3 separate regions of the Sus scrofa genome follow, and regions 2 and 3 are each linked to region 1. Evidence: chromatin contacts called from public Hi-C and HiChIP or PLAC-seq data. All regions are on one chromosome and are shown on one strand. The core of a region is the stretch at or near the end of the contact, and the rest is flanking DNA. Distances in the headings are between cores, read along the strand shown. Region 1 holds the start of SERINC1 (serine incorporator 1). Region 2 overlaps HSF2 (heat shock factor protein 2). Region 3 holds the start of HSF2 (heat shock factor protein 2).

Region 1 (4,606 bases), core at 404-2,903:
ATGTGATGTTATTTAACCCTCACAACTATTTAGGATTGCTGCACTATTAACAAGGACACTGACATTCTGAGGAGTCAAGGGTCTTACTAAAGATATTTTCACAACTTATACTGAAAACAGAATTCAAAATGCAAAATTTGGAAGGACAGGAGTTCCCGTCATGGCCCAGTGGTTAACGAATCCGACTAGGAACCATGAGGTTGAGGGTTTGATCCCTGGCCTTGTTCAGTGGGATAAGGACCTAGCAGTGCCATGAGCTGTGGTGTAGGTCGCAGACACAGCTTGGATCCCGTGTTGCTGCGGCTCTGGCTAGGCTGGCAGCTACAGCTCTGATTAGATCCCTAGCCTGGGAATCTCCATATGCCGAGGGTGTGGCCCTGAAAAGACAAAAAAAAAAAAATTTGGAAGGACAAGTGTGCAGATACAACCTCAATAACCAAAGTGAGAAGGCAAAAACTAAGTCAATAGCTTCTCCGCACTTGATGATTCTTCCAGAGTTAATTGTTTTGGTTCCACATTAAGGCCTCGTAACTCCACAACATTTCTCTTTGGTTATCTTTCTCAATCCTATATCTTTAAGTATAACTGCAGTATGAATTACTTTAAATTTTGTATCTCATTAACTCTTGGTTTTTTAAGCTTGCTTTTTCTTTTTCTTTTCTTTTTTTTTTTAAGGGCTGCACCTGTGGCATGGCATAGAGAATTTCCAAGCTAGGGGTTGAATCAGAGCTGCAGCTGAAGCCTATGCCACAGCCACAACAGATCTGAGCTGCATTTTGTGGCAACACTGGATCCTTAACCGACTGAGGCCAGGGATCAAATCCACATCCTCATGAATACTAGTCAGGTTCCTAACCCACCGAGCCACAGCAGAAACTCCTAAACTTAGATTTTCAAGTGCTGAGTGATAGCATCTCAGAGACTTCAAGTCCAACAAGTCCAAGCTAAACCCATTATTTTTTATCCAGTCCCATTCCTTCCTTTTTACTGTCACTTGATGGTTACAGTTCTCTCAGATTCTTAGGTGTTACATAAGCTTCCCCCACCCAAGTTTGGTAATTTTATAAGACACTATCTTATTAGTTATGACACTGACTACTTCAAATTTATTTCTGTGTGCCAAACTCTTTTCTCAGAATATCTTCAGGGACTAATGACTATAAACATAACTAGACTTTTAATGACTACATTCCCTGGAGATGTCCATTATCATCTAAGGACAAGGGTTCCAAATGTCTCCTCAAACGCTGGGACAGTCAATAGTATCTGTACTATGTTTGAGACTTATTAGCACGTCTTATCTAAGTACTTAAAACATTTTGAACTTACAAACTTCTTATAACACATTAATTGGACAAGAATTTAAAAATGCGTTGTCAACTGAAACAGCAATACAAAAAAATTGGAAACACGCCAAAAAAATGAGTAGAACTAGCCCAATAAAATTTGTCCTAGGCAGTGGGCTTCAGGAATAATTTAAGAATGTAAGGGCGGGGGGGGGGGGGCGCGGCGTAATGCAAAAGTGAAAAAAAGTGCCGCTTTTGGCCTGCTGAATTAGAAAAGCACAAATGCAGAAAGCCTCGGGTTCAGGCCCGCGCATGCGCAACTTTCAGCACGCCTCCTCCCACTCCACTGAGGCCTTGAAGGAAGTGACGTATAGCCGAGGGGCGGGGTGAGCTTTGCGCCGGAAGTCGCTTGTAGTTAGTAAATAAGCACAGACAGACACAGAGGCTCTGTCTCCATCTTGTTGGCATCTGCTGCTCCTGCGACGTTGTGGAGATGGGGAGCGTCTTGGGGCTCTGCTCCATGGCGAGCTGGGTAAGGTGATTTTTAGGGGACTTCGGGGTGCTGCCGTGAGGGACAAAAGAGAAAGGCACCCGAGCCGGGGTGGGTGAGGCCCGGCGCCACCGTTTTACTCCACCCAACAGGGAGTGCCTTCCTTCCCCATTTTCATCGTTTCTCTTGGTCACTCCAACTCAGCTTCTGGGCCCTGAGTCTTTTGAAGAGCTGACCCGGGTGGCCGTGAGGAGCAGTGGAAATGGGAAGATGACCCTGATAGGAGAAGTGAAGTGGAGAGCTAATGGTCTCCCTTCCCCAACCAGTCTTTGGTGAAAGTAGCTCCCTATTCTTCCGGGCCCCCTTTGTCGTTTTGTCTTATATTTGCCTAGGCCATTGCTAAAAGGTCTTAGGCCGCTTGTTTCTGTGGAGTACCTCATCACTTCTCTTCATCCCTTCTCAGCGACCTTAGACTGCAGCATTGTCATCCCTGGAGACATGTCGGCCTCTTTGTTCTGTCTCGCGGATTGCAATTAAGTTACACATATGTGGGACAGCTTAACAGTAATATTGATGTCATTGTGTCCTTTCTAAATAGTCCTAGCTCTACGACTGGGTCATAGAAAATTACTATACGTACTTCTCATGTAATTTATGTATCTGAAAAAACCTACTCAGTTCTGTGGTATTAAATACCTAATTTTTGACATTAAAGGTGCTTCGGTAATTTGACATCTGAAGTTTAATTAGATGTAGGTTTCATTTTGCTTAGTTAACGTTAGAGTGAAACCATTCTTCATCATTGTGGCAAGATTTGATTCAGGTGGTACAAATAAACTTGAGTTTGATATAACCACTCCCCTGCCTCCCAGTAGACAAAAATTGACGTTACAGTTAATAAAGATATTTGTAATTTCTAGCGAGATATTTAGGTTTAAATTGTATTTCTTTAATCTATGGTTTGATGAATTCCACTTCTTACAATTGCTGGTCTGACTTCCCAAATGACTCCCCTATATAAATTAGACAGCATTTTTGTTTTACATACCTTTCCTCTTTTCCTTAAGTTCTTGATATAGCTTGAACTCTAAATGTTAATTTTTAGTAGAATAATGCATAGAGGTTGTTAGTCAAACCTAGGTCATTGTCTTGATTCTATGGTATTTTTTTCTTATAGTTGGGTGTGGATAGCTGTTATATTTTTTTTTCTTTGAAAACTGGTTTATTTTTATCTCAGGAAGTAGAGAATTTACTTGAATCCTTTGACTATTATATATATAGGCATATTTAGTGTAATACATTGAATTACAAAATATAAATGATGATTATAAAATTGTTTTAATGGGGGGAGAAGGGAGATGTGTAATTTGATTTGTAAAGTCAGGTTCTGTCCACTTATCAAGTAGGCATGTTCTTTGTATAAGTAAAAATTTAAAAGGAGAGATACGTGTTTTCCATTTTGTTCTCAATTTCTAGGTCAGTGATGATCAATCTTTTTGACCTCAAGGACAATTACGGTTAAAAACAAGATTCTAGGGGGTTTTAAAAATATGTATATGTTTTAAATTGAAACGAAAATAGTTTTAGTATACAATATGGGAAAAAATTGTATTCCTATTAACATTTTTACAACTTAGTTCTCCACTTCTACTAAAAAAAAGTGATAAAATTGACACTATCTTTTAATATCAAAGTATATTGGAAGATAGTAACAAGGAGGTAGTTTTCATTATTTTCAAGTAATTAGATCTCTGGTAGTTAGCCTAGATGGCTAAGGCTGCTCATCCTTGTTCTAGATTATTATGGCCAATCTAGAAATTGATTCTGTAGTATGCATTTCTAGTAATTTTTTCTCCTTTCTTTCCTGGTGCCTCTGTCTCTTTATTGCTGAATTGTTTGATTTTAGTGTAGTCTGATAGCAATTGAAAGGAAATATGCCTTTTATTTTACAAATCCATTTCTCCCAGTCTTAACAGCCAATATACTCATTTACTTAGAAGTTTTGACAAATTTAAAATTTTGTTAAATATTCAAAGTATTCAAGTCATTAAATTAGATCAGTTAAGCCAGAATTAAAAGAAATTAACTTCCTTTACTCAAGTTTCTTTAATCAATTTTTGTAAATTTTTTTGTTTTGTAGAATGTCTGCACTTTGAAAAAAGTATAAAAAAGAAATTACATGTAATACTTTTGTGCAGAGATTGGAGTATTAAATTTTTTATTTTGTGTGTGTTTTTCCTGTTAGGTGACCTAGAGTTAGATTGATCATAATCCTTGGTTTATGCATGGATATGTATTTGATTAGTGGTTACTTTAAGCATTATTATAAACATCTGTGGACCTCCTGCCTAATCCTGTAACTACATTACCAGCAATTTATGCCTACTTAAGTGTTTTTCCCCACCAGCATCTTATAACTTTTAGTGAATAGAATTGATTTTTTTGTATACAATAACTATCATTTTTTTTGCCCAAGATATTTAATGTAGTTAAGGAGAAGAAAGAACTTGTGATTCCTGACTGCCTGGGTTTTTTTTTTTTTTTTTTTTTTTGCACTATCTGCTAGATTTTTATTTTTTAGTACAATGACTTGTTTTTGTAAAAATGATTCATAGTTGCTATGAATAGTCAAGCATTGCAGAGTACAAAATGTAAATGTCACCAAGAAAATCCCACTGCTAATAACATTCCTTTTTTCTCAATGCATACATACAAATAGGTGAATGAATAGGCAGAAATACTTTTTAAAAGAATGGTAGCATGTTGAGTGTATTTTTAAACAAAGCATTAAATTTATTGAATTTAACAAATTAAAAAGTAAAGGAATTGT
Region 2 (4,809 bases), core at 1,468-3,967, 64 kb after region 1:
TTGACTATGAACCATGAGGTTGCGGGTTCGATCCCTAGCCTTGCTCAGTGGGTCAAGGATTCGGCGTTGCTGTGAGCTGTGGTGTAGGTCACAGATGTGGTTCAGATTCCACGTTGCTGTGGCTGTGGTGTAGGCTATAGCTCCGACTGGACCCTTAGCCTGGGAATCTCCATATGCCGAGGGTGAGGCCCTAGAAAAGACAGACAAAAAGACAAAAAAAAAAACTTTTTAAAATGCATGAAATACTGATGTAATAACATTTAGTTTGACATAACAAACATAAAATAGAACTTTAAAAATTACTTTATGATGGTGATTATCAGCTGGCTCTTTTACTATGTGCTGAAACAAATTCTTCTTTTGGGCTCCATTAGTGTTTAGAAGAAGAGGCCTGAAAAAATCAGAAGATGTCTATGAAGTTCAGTGAAGCAAACATACAAGGAATTTAAATTACTTCTAATAACTGACCCACATATAAACACACTCACTTTAATAATGCATAAAAAAATTCCAAGGAGGATACATAAGAAATTCTTAAAAATGATTAATCTTAGAAACAGAAACTGGCAGATGAGCGTGTCCAGGATTTTTATTTCTCCATTCTTCTGTATTATAAATTACTCTCTCCAAATGTACTTCTTTAGACTGAACTATGTAACTTTATGGTATAAATAACTAGTAAGAAATAGGTAATATAAAGAATATACTATAACATAAGCTGTGAATATAACCAAGTTTTGCTAAAATCCTTAGCATTATAAGACAATACTTTTCTCCTTCTACCTACTCCTTCGTCCACTAGTCTTACGATTTAGTTGTGACAAAGATAGTTACTGACATTTATGGGCATCACAACCCATGGTCGATACACAGGTTTTTAAATACACTTGTGAGTAGACTAAACACAAGAGATATCAAGTAAAAATTCTGATGTTTTTCTCAGCATGCATCCTCTTTTTAAGAATTTCTCCCACTGGGGCCTTCTAATGCTGCAATAATTTGATACTGTGAATGAAAAGTTGATTCTTTATTAACTGTACGTGTATATATATGTAAAGTTACCATTTAGGATATCCTTAGCTCTCAAAAACAGCAAGATGACATAGTAGGAAACATCACTCTTTTTGTTTGTTTGTTATAGAGATTCCCAGGCTAGGGGTCTTATCAGAGCTACAGCTGCTGGCCTATGCTACAGCCACAGCAACGCCAGATCCAAGCCACATCTTCGACCTACATCACAGCTCACAGCAACGCCAGATCCTTAACCCACTGAGCAAGGCCGGGGATCGAACCCGCAACCTCATCGTTCCCAGACAGATTCGTTTCCGCTGCGCCATGATGGGAACTCCACAACATCACTCTTAAAATGTTGAAAGTATAATTTAACAAGGGAGGACTGTTCATCTTGGACAAGAGGCATACACTGAACAAATGTAGGCAATTCATGGTTAAACTCTTAACATGTCTGGTTGTCTATGACTAGGTCAAGATGTAGTATAAAAGCTTACCTTTTACGTTTTAAACTCACAAGTTGGTTATTCTGAACCAATGTAACAATAAACTGGACAATCTAAAAGGAAAATTTAAAGATGTTCCATTACCGATTCCTAATTCTTTAGTCCATATTACAAGTCTTATAAAATTAACTCACATAGTATATGTCCTCTAAGTCACATACTTTCTTGAAAATTAACATATTATAAATGTGGGTGCATCTTACAGTATCTAAAGAAACATACCAGCTTCCAGGCAGAAGAAAAATCTGTGATAAAGCTGCTGCCTAAAATATAGAGAAGCCTAGGACATCCATCTACCCATATATCTATCTATCTTATCAGCTCTGTACCTAACAAATCCTATAAAGATACCTCCCATATATTATTATTCCAAGGCCAAAAAGTGGAAGAGTTAGAAACAAATTCCAGGAATAGAGAAAAAATTTATCAGCTGTCATCATGCATTATGTAAACACCCTAACCTCACTAAAATATAGATGCAAACTCAAATTTGAGCAGAAAGAATGTTAGCTTTCATGTAAAACTGAAATGTTAAATAAATATTTTACTAACTACTACTGCTTTCAGGAAAAAAAAAAAAAAAAAAACCACTTCAAATTATGGAGTACTGTGAGTTAATATTTAACCCGAACACTGTTTTCCAGGGCAGGGGGAAGCAAATTTTTAAAATAAAATACAGGTTAAGGTACACTTATCATTTTAAATCAGGTATACTTTTTTGGGGGGGCTGTGCTCATGGCAGCCAGGGATTGAACCCGCACCAAAGCAGCAATCTGAGCCACTGCAGTGATAATGCCAGATGATTAACCCACTGAGTCACATGGGAACTCCTAAGTCGGGTATTCTTAAACATAGCTTCAAGTTGGAATCAACTATGGAAGTTCTGAAAATACATAAAACTTGGACTAAACACCTAGAACTGAATGCTACCTACATTCAACCTCCATTTTCATAGTGATTTTTAAAAATCAGTATACCTATATTAATTATAGGGGAAAGGCTGCAACTACCATTCATCTCTGTATTCTAAGCCTGCTCCATCAGACCCACATCTTTTCAGTCATAACCCTATTTTTAGCTAAAGGCCTCTGGGTTAGGAACAAACTGAAGCTCGCCCACCCTCCCTCCCCCAAAAAAAACCTGTTGCTTAAACTTAAGAGTCCAGTTTACTCATGAGCAAAAAATAGCTGCCTTAATTACTTTTATGTTTCACCTCTTATTAACATATGAAAGCTGATATGAGAAGATTAAAGTACAAGGACACTATGTGGCCGAGAGTTTTTTTTGGTTCCCCTAGTAATTTTCAGCTCAGATACATTTTATAACACTGCATTCACTGCTTTTCTGCACAGACTAATGACAGCACACACTAGTAACTCTTCTGAGCATATAATTTGATCAGTTAACTTGAAAATATTAGTCATTTATCTGAGACTGAATCTATACCTTTTAAAGTAAAACAAAAAACAAAAACATCCTACATAGTAAGGCTATGTCTTTTATATAAAATGTGTTAAGAAATTGGTAGTATATTAATTATGCTCCTAAGAATGAAGTATACTAAAGTTGTTATATCAGGAAAAAGATTTTACTAAAAGCTAATGAAACATTAGTTGCAAGTATGCAATGACTGTATTTAGCTAATGAGAAATTTTTTAATTAAAAAATATATAACATTGGCTTGTTTGATTTCATAGGTTTACTTCTGTGTACCCAATATATTAAAAAAACTAAGATCAATCACTATTTAATAGAGGTTTCTCGAAGGTCACAAATAGTACTCAAATAAACGCAGATTATGGTCACAGGAAAAAAAAGCTTACCTTTCGAATAACTTGCTGTTGTTGTGCATGTTTTGCTCTTAATTCTGACACCTCCTTCCAAAGGGACTCATTCTCACTATGTTATCATTTATTAAAAATAAAAATTAATAAATTTAGTCAGAAAAACCAGGCCTCAACATTTTTAAGAATACCATAAAACAGAACTAGTTTTTACTACCTATCTTCATGAGACTAGGAAAACTGTGGTTCAATTACACAGAATGACACCTATTTTGACACAACTCCAGAATCTTTCCTTTATAACTATAGTATCTTCTACTCATGGCAGTATATATACAAACACTTAATAGGCCATATACTCCTCTGACAATGTGGTTAATCACTTCTTGTTTAAGAAACAAGCTAACTTTTTGGAGATCCCGCTGTAGCGTAATGGAATTGGCGGCATCTCTGACGGGCCAGGATGCAGGTTTGAACCCTGGCCTGGTACAGTGGGCTAAAGGATCCAGCATTGCCACACCTGGGGCAGAGGTCCCAAATGTGGCTCGGACCAGGAACTCCATATGCTGTAGAAAGGCAAAAAATAAATATAAAAATAAGCTAACTTTCAATCATGTGAATTCAGAACTTGTGCTTAGGAAACAATTCTTAAAGGGAAGTAACATTTAACCAACACTTGCCATGCCAGACACTATTTATATAAGCATTTTATGCATATTACTCATTTAAATGTTTCTTAAATCTGTCCAGAAAGGAATTATATAACTATTTTATAGCTGAGGAGACTGAGACTCAGGGAACTGAAAAGACTTACCCAAGATCACACAATGTGGTAAGTGTTGATGTTGAACTAAAGTCTATCAGACTCTAAAACTGTCTGTCTCAAACATAAGCATATAAATTTTTTAAAGCATATTAAAAGCGTGCTTTTTAAGCATATCCAAATACATAACAAACTATGTGCCTAGTAGTAAGTTTTCTCCTTTCATTCACCATTTTTATTGAAATTGCGGTTACTAAATGTCAGCAATGATAAAGCTGAGAAGGCATGAAAGATAATTTATCTATTAAATGATTTTATTTTTGTTCTTTTATTAATTTCCACAAAAGCCAACCTTCTCAGTCCAGACCATTACAAAAGGGACTGGATTTAGGTATAGAGGGCACAGAAAATAAGACTTTAATACTTACTGAATAACTACTGTACTTTTTTCTGATTCAGAAATGTAAAGATACTGTCACCTGCCTACTACAGATAAGTAAGAGAATGGTTACCACTGAGACTTAGAATGAATTTTGGATCCCATTCCTTAAGGGCTAAACCTGAAATTCAAGGAATTGGGTCAAAAGGCACTTCAGAAAACACAAGATACATACAGTAAACCAATACAAGTGCTTAAATAAAACATGCAAAAGGGGCAAGCTTAAAATTAAGGCTTATTCAAAAAGAGAATCAAAGCCCAAGGTTATTCTCTTAATGAAAATACTTAAGAATAGCTAAACTGGAG
Region 3 (4,664 bases), core at 1,274-3,773, 81 kb after region 1:
CATTGTTAACCCTGTTTTTGGAAAAATCTGTGGGAGAGTAAAACAGTTTCCCTACACAACTAAGCTTAGCCCTAGACAAAATTAATCCAGAATTGTCCACTGACTTGTGGAGGGGAAACATTTTGGTATAAAACTAAATACTGTGATAACCTGTATTAAGTGTACTGCTATTGGTGGAAAAATAATTTGAGAGGTCAGAAATCTATGTTAGAGTCCCATCTCCAATAATGGACAGCTTTGTAATTATAGATAAATAATCTAACCTGTCTAAGCCTCAAATCCTCATCCACATAAGGCTAAGACCAAACCAGATGATCTTGGAGATTTTCAAGCCTAATTCTAACTTTATCATTCCTCATTTCCATTACTTATTCCAAGAATTTCACTGCTTCATCAAACATTTATTAAGTACCTACTGGGTCCCTTGGCACAAATACATTCCCTGCCTTCATTGAATTTATACTTTAATTGTCCTATTATGTTTTACAAAATAAATAGCTAAAACATAAGTTTAGACTTAAAAAATGGGAAAAGTAAGAGTGATTTTAAGTGGCTTATTTCAGTTAGAATTCATAAAGTGATGCACTTATGGATTAGTATGAAACTCTCCACATTTGATATTGCCCATTAAAGAAGAATATTTTAAAATATTTTGGCTATCAGATCTTATTAGACCTGCCACTGACAAAATATCCCTTAATTAAAACCAATTACAAATATATTTAGGGACCATTCCTAGGCAATAAAAACAAGATAGGTATGATAAAAGTCAGCTTGGGAGTGGGGAGACTCTTAGTCCAAACCCTAACTCTGCTGAGTAATAGCAATCTGTGCTGATCCATTCTTGTCAACTTTTAATCCTTATGACTGATGAAGAGCATGAGACATTTTTTATTTTTAAGTGTATACTGGTGACTGGATTCCTTATTTTCACCATTCTTAGTACAACTTTACAGAACTCATCGAATGTTTAACAAACAACATTCAATCGATGATACTGACCTTCAAGAAAACTGAGTCCTAGAGGGAGATAAAGAAAATTAAAAACTGACAGCAATATAAGGCAGAATATGCTGTTATAGTAGTCAAAACTTCACATACTCAATATAGTGCTCCCTATTACCATAAAAGTTAAGTAATAAAACTTAAGGTTCCTATAATAGGAAAGGAACCGAAAAGAAAGGGAGAAGAAAAGGAAACATTTACTCAGCACTTAACAGGTGCTAGGCATTGTGCAGGTAGTTTTCACTTTTTTCCAGACCTCTAAACAAGATAACATCCCAAACAGATGATCTACAGTAAGAAAACTCCGCTCCCCTTCACAAAATGATTCCAAGAGCTTAAGAGTGTATTCTAACGTAAGCGCAGTTTATGTAATAATCACTCTAATTAGAATCTTAGCATTTGGAACTAAAGGGGGTCTTGGATCACCTAAGCAACCCGTTCATCTTACGGAGGATGACACTTGGGCCAGACAAGACAGGGATCTTGATTAAGGTCATCCTTGTTTTGTGGCACAATTAGGATCTAACCAATGATCACGGCATCTATACACCACACTGCTGGCAACCGTCCGGTGAAATTTAGCTCTTCACTCTGTTACTGAACACCTGTCTGTGGACACTTTTATTAAAATAATCCTAAAAATGCGCTTATATCAATGGCTCGGGATCTCCCGTGAATAATGTACCATTTTCTATATAATATTTTTAAACCTCCTGATAAGCAGGAACCTGCGTTTACACAATTGCCTCCTTCTCTGACTGCTGTCCTAAAGAGCCGATGCGCGAGGCGCGCTGAGTGTCTGTTTTGGGGGCAAGAATCAGGTCGCGGTGGTAACGACCGCCTCAGAAAAACCCCGCGGTGAAGATCTCGGGCAGAGCTGCCGGTGCCCTCATTGAGCTACAGCCCGCGAGCCGGGCGGGAGGACGGAGGATGAGTGTGCAGTAACGTGGCCCCCGCGTCTCATCGGCCGCCCGCGTTCAGCAGGCCGGGTTCCGAACGCCGCCTGGCCGGACCGTTACGGGGTCTCCCGGGCAGCGGCGCCCCGCGCGGGCCGCCCCTCCCCCACCGCGGCCTGAGCCAGCGGCGCCGGTCCGGACCCCGGCGGCTACCCGAGCGAACAATACCGGGGTCCCCCGCGAGGCCGCACGCCGAGGCCCGCGCCACCCCGCCATCCCCCGCGCCGCGGGCCTCGCAGAGGGAGTCGAGCCGCAGGCCGCGAGAGACAACCCCGCTGGAGCGAGCGAGAGAGGAGGTTAGTCAGGGGGTTCGGAGGCCGCCGTGCCCTCACCCTTACCTGACTCCAGGTGATGAACTCGTTGGTGTGGGTTTCCTCCACAAGCGTCCACAGCTTGCTGAGGAAAGCTGGCACGTTCGAACTCTGCTTCATTGTTAACGAGGAGCAGGGATTCCAAATTCTACACCCGAACGCGGCGGTAGCGACGGCGTCGGCGGCGGCGGCGGTGGCGGCGGCGGCAGCTGCTCCCCGAGAACGCCCACAACGCAGGCGCAGCAGCTCCCGGGCCCCGCCCCCCCGGCCCCGCCAGGCGTGCAGTGAGGCGGGGTGGCCGGGCGGCCGCACGTGATGGACAAGTCTCCCCGCTCGGCCTGTGCGCACTGGTCCCGCGCCGGTTCCGTTCGCAGCCAATCCCAGGCGCTGAACTCACGACAAAGAAAAGTGATTGGATACTGCAGACGTGGAGGGGTGGGATTAAAAGGGGGGCGCTGCCTTTTCATTCGCCTTTTATACAGAAGCTCTCGCTGTAGCTGACCTTAGGGGCAGGGGAGTGTGTTTGGTTGTTTCACGTGGAAGCGGCTTTGGGTGCTTGGGTTTTGGCTGGAAGGCTACAAAAAGTCCTCAGGGGCCTTTGAGTCATAAGTTTGGTAGGCAAAGTGTGGTTGCCTCGGTCAGGCAGGGGGAAGGAGAGTAATAATTCACATGCGGGAAAAACAGCTTTTAAGCGTGATTTGCTAGGCCCGAAGTTGAAACGGTCTTGAAAATAATGAACCTTGTCTTTTAATTTTCATTGGGAAAAAATTGTTCCTTTAGAATGCGTTTATCAAAAAGAGGAATTTAATAACTCACTCTTTACTGAACACATACTACAGTGAATCAAGAATTGTAATAGGCACCTTGCATGCTGTTTAATTTGACAGACACAGAATGCTCACTATGTGGTCAGCATAAAAAGAAAGCGTCTCAATCAAAATAACTGTTCCGTTAGATAATTTACAGGTATATTCTTAAAATAATTGTCCTTTTTGTGTTATGTCCTTTACAGATTTGGTATAGTGGAGAAAATATTACAGAAGGAGTCAGCATATCTGATTTAGGAAACATTAATGGATATTAGATTTTACTGGTAGTATGTAATTTAGAGAAATCCCTTAATCTGTCTGTGCCAATATTTACCATCTCTTTATTAGGAGTAAAACTCTTTCACCCCTGTGAGATAACATTAATAATATAGTAGGTGTGAAAATACTTTGAATATATAAAGAATTGTACAAAAAAATTGTACAAAATAAATGTACAGAAATTTTTTTTTTGCAAAAGTCAGAATGTAAGTATAAGAGTTTACAAACTGAGTTTCCATCGCAGGGCAGTGGGCAAAGAGTATGACTGCTTCTGCTCCGGTCACTGCCAGCTTGGATTCAATTCCTGGCCTGGGAATTTCCATATACCATGGGTGTGGCCTTAAAAAAAAGAATTTACTAACAAGTTAGAGGTAACAATTACAGTTTATATGAAATTCAACATAGAATAGATTTATTTCCTAGGTACGTCTAATACAATAAAAAATAAAATACACACGATTTCCAAAGAGCTAATATTGAATACTAACTTTGTGTTCATCAATGATATGTTTGCTGAAATAAAATCAAATGTATGGAGGGAGACATTCCACAAATCAATTAATATTTGTTGAGCATTTATATATGCCCAGGGATTTACATATATAATTTAATCCTCCTAACAACCCAGTGCAGTAGGTCTTACTTCATTTTCCCAATGAAAATTCTGAGACTCAAAGTGAATTTACCTATATTATAGGTAGTAAACAAGAGGGAGTGTTTACAGCCAGGCTTTATTGAGTTCAAAAGCCCATCCTCTTTTCATTGTATGATGATGACACTGCATCGTCAAAAGCCCATCTCTACTTCAGATGTTCATACTCTGACTTAAGAAACAAGAGGAACACAATGACCAGCAGTTACTAATATTTTTAAAAAGATCTAAATTTATATCATAAAACAAGTACTGAAAAGTTTAGAAAGACAAGAGTTAAATGAGTTAAGGTAGTAAGGCAAGACTTAGAAGATGGATAACTTAAGTTGGGTCTTGAAGTAAAAATGCATTTCAATAGCTAAAAACTATCCCATAACACTGAGCAAAGATGGGAAAATTAATAAGCACAATCTATTTGACTGACAGCACAGGAGATCATGTCTGAGGAGGAAATGTGGCCTACTTTCATGGCATCGTATTACTTCTATCTGAAAACAAAACTAAGTGGTGTGGTTTGGTACAAGCAAAAACTCCTCTTTGGGCATTCATCCTGTGCAGTTGTAGGCCTATACTTAATAGGGGCCCCATACTTGGTTTAATGCTCTGCACATCACCATCTTGAAATTCTTAATTTTTGTACAAAGGACCCTGC

Evidence for each region. A called contact is a pair of places that touch in the nucleus more often than the background predicts. HiChIP or PLAC-seq counts read pairs in DNA pulled down with a chosen protein or histone mark.
Region 2: a contact with region 1 is called in an H3K27ac HiChIP or PLAC-seq map of skeletal muscle. The contact joins the enhancer-like site here to the promoter of SERINC1 in region 1. A contact is called at or near these places in 1 of 5 promoter capture datasets (liver), 4 of 47 Hi-C or Micro-C datasets (heart right ventricle, psoas muscle, skeletal muscle and 1 more) and 2 of 2 datasets of contacts at active chromatin or transcription factors (alveolar macrophages and skeletal muscle).
Region 3: a contact with region 1 is called in a Hi-C map of alveolar macrophages, with 2.4 times the contacts expected there. The contact joins the promoter of HSF2 here to the promoter of SERINC1 in region 1. A contact is called at or near these places in 2 of 5 promoter capture datasets (fetal liver and liver), 11 of 47 Hi-C or Micro-C datasets (alveolar macrophages, blood, embryonic fibroblasts and 6 more) and 2 of 2 datasets of contacts at active chromatin or transcription factors (alveolar macrophages and skeletal muscle).

What each region holds. Positions count from the first base shown.
Region 1 is chr1:40,097,670-40,102,275 of Sscrofa11.1, forward strand. SERINC1 (serine incorporator 1) reads left to right here and starts at 1,654. Exons shown (of 10, transcript XM_013992615.2): 1 at 1,654-1,818. The coding sequence starts at 1,780.
Region 2 is chr1:40,160,809-40,165,617 of Sscrofa11.1, forward strand. It overlaps HSF2 (heat shock factor protein 2), which reads right to left. Exons shown (of 13, transcript XM_005659227.3): 5 at 3,341-3,416; 6 at 1,509-1,570; 7 at 304-391. Among named protein-coding and RNA genes, the nearest start is that of HSF2, 17 kb to the right of the region's middle. Within about 2 kb of position 2,718, at least 2 of the 83 cell types and tissues checked have an H3K27ac peak or open chromatin away from gene starts, as enhancers often do. A contact at or near this core is called in skeletal muscle, where this site is marked.
Region 3 is chr1:40,177,785-40,182,448 of Sscrofa11.1, forward strand. HSF2 (heat shock factor protein 2) reads right to left here and starts at 2,524. Exons shown (of 13, transcript XM_005659227.3): 1 at 2,300-2,524. The coding sequence starts at 2,392.